Linked DNA regions of Mus musculus: region 2 is linked to region 1. A link is a contact called in public HiChIP or PLAC-seq data. All regions are on one chromosome and are shown on one strand. The core of a region is the stretch at or near the end of the contact, and the rest is flanking DNA. Distances in the headings are between cores, read along the strand shown. Region 1 has its middle 26 kb from the start of Gm32478. Region 2 has its middle 25 kb from the start of Gm32643.

What was found. HiChIP or PLAC-seq counts read pairs in DNA pulled down with a chosen protein or histone mark.
Region 2: an H3K27ac HiChIP or PLAC-seq map of regulatory T cells shows a contact between it and region 1, with 8 times the contacts expected there. The contact joins two enhancer-like sites. A contact is called at or near these places in 1 of 484 Hi-C or Micro-C datasets (bone marrow-derived macrophages) and 2 of 115 datasets of contacts at active chromatin or transcription factors (regulatory T cells and thymic regulatory T cells).

What each region holds. Positions count from the first base shown.
Region 1 is chr8:127,654,435-127,657,797 of GRCm38.p6, reverse strand. No RefSeq gene overlaps it. Among named protein-coding and RNA genes, the nearest start is that of Gm32478, 26 kb to the right of the region's middle. Within about 2 kb of position 2,062, at least 6 of the 459 cell types and tissues checked have an H3K27ac peak or open chromatin away from gene starts, as enhancers often do. A contact at or near this core is called in regulatory T cells, where this site is marked.
Region 2 is chr8:128,516,256-128,519,532 of GRCm38.p6, reverse strand. No RefSeq gene overlaps it. Among named protein-coding and RNA genes, the nearest start is that of Gm32643, 25 kb to the right of the region's middle. Within about 2 kb of position 1,607, at least 16 of the 459 cell types and tissues checked have an H3K27ac peak or open chromatin away from gene starts, as enhancers often do. A contact at or near this core is called in regulatory T cells, where this site is marked.

The sequences.
Region 1 (3,363 bases), core at 813-3,312:
CTTGAAAACAAACAAACAAACAAACAAACAAAAATCAAAAAAAAAAAAAAAACAAAAAGAAAGAGAGAGAGAGAGACAGAGAGAGAGAGAGAGAGAGAGAGAGAGAGAGAGAGAGAGGGAGAGAAAAGAAAATGTCCTACAGACTTACCTACAGGCCAATCTACTGTAGGAATTTCTCAATTGAGACTCCCTCTTCTCAAATGGCCCTACCTTGTGTCATGCTGGCAAAGGGCTAACTAGAATGACCTGTGACCTTCATGACACACACACATATGTGCCTGCATACTTGTATATATTCAAACATGGATAGTCAGTGTCTGGGCCAAAAGAAATGTAGAGAATTTCCATGGACATGGAAACTTTCTAAGGCAGATATGGGAAACTCAAACAAACAAAAAACAAAAACAAAACTAAAACAAACAAACAACAACAAAACATGCATGGCAAGATCCACAGGGCTGCTTTATCACTCAGCTTCTGGTGTTGAGTCCAGCTCCTGAGTCCTACACCTCATTTTCTTACTGCCGAAGGACAGCTGAGTTCCTTGCTAGCATGTCCAGCATAGTCTGTGGGAGCTGAATAACAAATCTCACAGAGCTCTCTCACCATGGGTATGTGTGACTGCTGACATCAGTTTTCAATTTTCTAATTTCCTGTTAGCCTGTTTCCCATAGAGCCATTCCCTGAGCAACACATGGTACAAACACAGAAACCCAAAAAGAACCAAAGTTCTGCAGATGAAGCAAGAAAGCTATGGAGAGATTGACGAGAACAACCAGGGCTGCTGAAGGAGGAGGGTGAGAAGAGAGTACACTCTCCCCAGATCAATGCTTGGAAACCAGGCGGCTGTAAATTGGCATATCAGATCACAATGTTTTCTGGGTGGACCCACCCTGTGTCTCTGCTCAGAGAATTCCACCATTTGGGGTGAGGAGATCTACCTGTTTGCATTTATACATGTATTGGTACATGTGTGCACTTATGTGTACAGGTAGAGGCTAGAGGTATATGGAGGCATCTTCTTCCATCCTTCTCCACCTTGATTTTTGAGTTAGGATCTCGCACTGGGACTGAGAGCTCCCAGTCAGGCTTGGCTGGCTGTCCAACAAGTCCCAGAGGTCCTTCATCTCTGTCTCCCCAGCACTGAGATTCCAGGTTTGCATCACTGTGCCTGTTATGGAGATGGAACTTAAGGCCTCATGTTCACAAGGCAGGCAGTTTACCAACTGAGCCATCTCCCCAGCCCTACTCCAGCAGTTACATAATCTTCTTTCATGTTTGCTATCCCACTATTGAGAGCTGAGTCTGAGGACGAAGGATAGATATAATAAACTCTCCAATCAAAAAAAAAAAAACAGATTATAAAGGTTTATTTTGTTTTGTTCCATTTTGTGACAACATTCTAGAATGCAGCCCAGCTTGCCTTCAGACTGGCAATCCTTCTGCCTCACTCCCATGAGTGACCGGTGTGCCAGGCTGCAGACTTCGTGGTTTTAAAGATTCTGAAGTAGAGACTCATTGAGAGAGAATCTTGGGAATACTTTACTGCTTATCTGATCCCAGTGCTCAAAAGAGAGAAAGGAAATCCACTTCTTTTTTAAGGCTTATCCATGAATGCCTCAGCTACAGTAGTATTTATAAGATTCCAAACCTGGGGTCATAAAGGACTAAACAAACAAATTGCTATGTATCCATATAACAGCATCGTGAATTCAGGGTGAGAGTTGTATGCATCGCCCCTTCTGCTGACCTTACACCTGTATACATACATCAGAACCTCTGGGTTTGTGCAGCTATTACATGTCAACTGTATCTTACAGATACTGTGTTGGAGTCAGCTGTTCATCCTTTGAGGCTTAGTCTCCCTTACTCTCCCCAGGAGGGCTTCTCAGCCTCCACTCCTTTTCCCTCCCACAGGAACACAGAGCGCCCTTCACACTCACCCTTCTTTCCTGGACAACAGAGGGGTCTATGGAAAACCAATGGTTTGTGTAGGACTGGATGACAGGTGTTCTAGAGTCATGTCTGGTTTTCTGTTTCCACAGCACAGCGATGAACCATGTGGGGAATCCCCCTTTCCTTTAAAAGGTGTTTTCAAGCAGTGGTAACCACAAGTCTGGTCTTCTGACCTTCCTGGAGGTGACATCAAGAAGCACAGGCTGGGGATTAAGTCCAAGTCTGCTCCCTATACCACTGGTGGCCTGGAGAAGCTCAGGTCATGTTTTCTATCCTTCTGCGCGGCCTGCTATGATTGGATCCTACAACTTCAGCTTCGGGTTCCATTCATTTAAGTCACTCATACAACGCACAGAAACACATTTATCTATCATGAGATGTATTACAAAGGACATATGTGAGAGATGCAGGGAGATGGGGTTTCCATGCCCTCCAGACTACTAGCCTCCAAAACTTCCAGGAGTGTGGCTCTCAAAGCTCCCAGTTCTGTCTTTTACAGTCTCATGTTTTGCTTAGTTTTGAGATAGTAGTTTGCTATGTGGTCCAGCTGGGTCCCAAGGTCCTGGGCTCAAACAATTCTCCTGTTTTATTTTTTCCAGCAGCAGAGGCTTCAGGTGAAACCCACCAGGCCACTTGGGGCTCACAGAAATGAACCTCCAGAGACACAGACACTCACAAACAGCTTTGTCACTTTTCTTCGGCTCCCCTAACAGAGTTCCTTCCTCTAGAATATGAGCGGGTAGGGGAGGACTCTCTGGAAAGGGGACAGCCTACAGATCAGCCTAGGACAAGGTACCTTTATATACAGCTTAAAACAAGAAAGTGAATGGAAGTTAGAGATCCTATAACACACTGTGGGGAAGAGAGATAAACTTTACAGAGAGGAATATATATGTGTGTGTGTGTGTGTGTGCGCACGCGCGTGTGCGCACATGTGCACATGAGTGCACATGTGTGCACACACATGCTCATGTGTATATATGGTTTATGTATATAATTACAATATATAGTTATATATGAATATGTAAGATATAGTTTATCTATATATAAACAGAATAAATATGATCTATGAATATATAACTATATATAGATTATATATAAACAGAATAAATATGATCTATATTTGGTATAAATATGAATATATGATATATGTGGCTTATATTATATATTTTATGCAAAACTATGTGATCTATACTTTAATATGAATATAGGTTATATATAGTCTATGTGTATGAATATTGTATTAGTTACTTTTTTTGTTTCTGTAACAAAAATAGCTGACAAAATCAACTTAAGGAAGGAAGGAAGGGTTATTCTGGATCACAGCCCATCACAACGGGGAAGACATGGCAGCAGGAGTACGAGAGACCTGGTCCCAGAGAATCTATAGTCAGGAGTCTGAGAGTG
Region 2 (3,277 bases), core at 358-2,857, 860 kb before region 1:
TTCAGAGCAGACATCAGAGTGCAGTCCAGCCCTGCTTGGATGGAAGCTTAAACATGGAGCATCAGCTCACCCTGATTAGACAGGCTGGAAAGGCAAAACCAAATAATCACTACATATGTACCAATAATGGAACAATCGAGTAAGCACAAAGGGAGAAGACTGCTATCAATATTTAACAATAAGATCAGTGTACAGAGGGTGCTCTACTGAGAACATGGAGGTGATCAGAGAGGCAGAAACAGTTCCATGGTGACACACTGTCACAGTCAGGAAGGAGAGAAGGCCTGGCTGCATGCGGGAATTTCAGGTATGAAGGTACAAGGCAATCAAGATGATTAAGAAGGAGAGGATGATGAGCAATAATGTCATGTTCACTTGCATAGAGATTGTTTGGAGGGATAGAGACGAAATGCAGAGTGGAGTCAAGGGTCTTTCCCAAGCTTCTTGAGCCTACAAGGCCTCTGTATTGATGCTACTCAGAGGCTGAGCTGGACTACTTGTAGCTAGATTGAAGGAGAAGCAATCTGACTATAGTTCTAAGAGAGGCAATATCTCGCCCCCTTCCCCTGCTGCCTGCCCCCCCCTCTCTCCCTCTCTCTCTCTGTCTCCCTTCCTCTCTGTCTCTCTCTCTCTGTCTATCTTGCTCTGTCTCTCTATCTCTGTCTCTCCCTTCTCTGTGTACTGCAGAAGTCAATCTTGGTTGTCATAGATCACCAATAGGCTAGACTGGCTGACCAGTGAACTCCAAAGATCTGTCTCTGCCTCCCCAACCCTGAAATTACAAGTGCCATATCTGCAACCCCCCTCTTACTATGTGTATGTGTGTGTGTGTGTGTGTGTGTGTGTGTGTGTGTCTGTCTGTCCGTCTGTGGGTGCTGGGGATCCAGGTTAGGTTCTTATATTTGAGTGGCAAACATTTTATCAATGGAACTATCTCCCAGCTGTCTCCCCAATTCTTTGCCAGTATCTTTGTAGCTATTTGGTACCACAGGCAACTTGGGAATAGCTCATTCTATAGAGAGATCACGGGTATTGGGTAAAAACAATTTATACAGGACAAATAACTTGAGAAACCAGTTAGGCTATAGTTGTGAGCCATAGATATTACCTAGAGTTTTCCTTGCCTTATGCAAGCCCATGGCCCTTGGTTAGAGCAAGACAAAGATGAATGGCAGAGCACCGAAAACTTGGAGGACTTTTTGGTTTGGAACTGTCAGGTCTGAAGCAGGAAATGTACGAGTCAATAGGATAGCAAGTTAAGGGAGGTGAATTCTGTGACCTTGAAGTTGGATGGCTTAACTCTGAATCCTACCTCCATTACACAATCTCTAGACCAGCTCAGTTTTCCTACTTGCATCTTGGGTTTATAGTTTTCAAGTAGTTACAATACCAGGGATCAACTTATGTACACATAGGGAGTGGGATTGCATGGCAGCACACTTGCTGACATCATGAGGACCTGAGTTTAACCTCCAACTCTCCAAAAATAGATGGTGAGTAAACAAGTAAAGAAAACCAATGAAGTGTGCACCATTATCTGAATCCCCATTGGCTCATGTGTATGAACACTTGGTCACCAGATGATGGTGCTGTTTGGAAGGTTGTAGACTCCGAGGTGGAGTCTTGCTGGAGGAAGTGGGTCAGTGGAGGCAGACCTGGCAGATTTATAGCCCCACTTCACGTCCTGCCTACTCTCTGCTCCCCCGACTCCCAGACACAATGTGACCAGGTGCCTCACTTTCTTTAGCCAACCATATTCTCTTTGTCATTGTGTAATGTATTTCCTCAAATGGTGAGTCAAAATAAGCCCTGCCTATCTGAAGGTGCTATTAGAAGCATACATAGGAAGTACTTAAAATAGTACCAAGCATAGGACAAGTTCTACAATGTTAGTTACCTGATCAACACTACGTTACCTCTAACCCTTACCAGGAGTTGGAATTGTATAGGTGTGCAAAATCAGCACTGGTTCTCAGCAGAGGGCTAATACCAGGACTATCTGGGTCTTAGGTTTTCTGGGGAGAGAAGTGCTCTAGAATGTTTCCACAGTTGAAAATAGCTCATGGACTTCAAAGGGTTGTGCTCTAGAAAGTGTATCTTAAGTTGTTTGACAGTGATATGGCTTTTTAATGATTTCTCTCTTGCCTTCTTACCATCCCATTCCCCACACTTTACCCCAAATGATAAACTAAACAATCCTCATTTCTGTGGTTTCATAGGGGACAGATGTTATGTTCCCTTTGTAGGTGGTGCTGCTTATTATGAGCGTGGCATCATGTGACATGGGAAGACAGGAGGCTTTAAAGAGACAGAGAACTCACTAGAAGCAATAGAAGAGAATATCTAGCCTACTATATGCCCTCACAGCTGTGCCCTCAGTGAAAAAGTACAGTAAGATCTTGCAGACAGCACCTGTGGTCTAATGCTCAGAGGGGCCAATGTGGAAAGATGGATGAAGGAGCTCTGCAAAGACCTTGCAGAGCACAGGGGAGCTTTGGTGCTAGCAGTAGGAGACTATGAGAGCAGCAGCAGATAGCAGGCAGGATGTGAAGGAGCAAGCCAGCCCAGAGCAAGAACTTCCCCTATGGGTGGGAGCTGATGAGACTACTGCTATCGAATTAATTTCCCGTCCACTCTTTCTACCTCCCTCCATCTCCTTCTCTTTCCTTCCTTTCCTCCTCTCCCTTTCTCTCTTGTGACAGGGTCCCAAGAAGCTCTAATTTGGTATGTATCAGAGGATGACCTTGAACTTCTGACTCTACCTCCTAAGTGCTGAGATCATAGACACATGGGAGCATGCAGGGCCCAAATTAACTTTTCTACTTGACCTTGGTAATTTTGCTAAAAATTCAAAAGTATCTTCTCTGTAATAGATGAAAATAAATTTTAATAGTAGAAGTTATTATCCTGAGGGTCATGGGGTAATTTTGTAACAATCTCAAATCATGTATATAGCAGAATTAGAGTTTGGGTCCAGTTCTTTTGACTTAAATACAGAGGGTTTTTTTGGGGGGGGGTTGTTTGTTGTTTTGTTTTTAAAGAAAAAAATCATTGAACAAATTTCTGAATGTTTTATCAGGTTTCATAAGTAGTTCTTTTTAAATTGGTGGGTTACCTGAGGCTAAGCAAGTTTAAGGAACTTGAATTCGTTGCATATCAAATGAACAATGGTCTTTGTATATACTTCTGAGGCTGCTCAGTCTCAAAGTCCCTACCTCCACCTTCTCATTTCTACTTAGCATACAAATCTATAAGTCTCTGGGGACATACTCTGAAT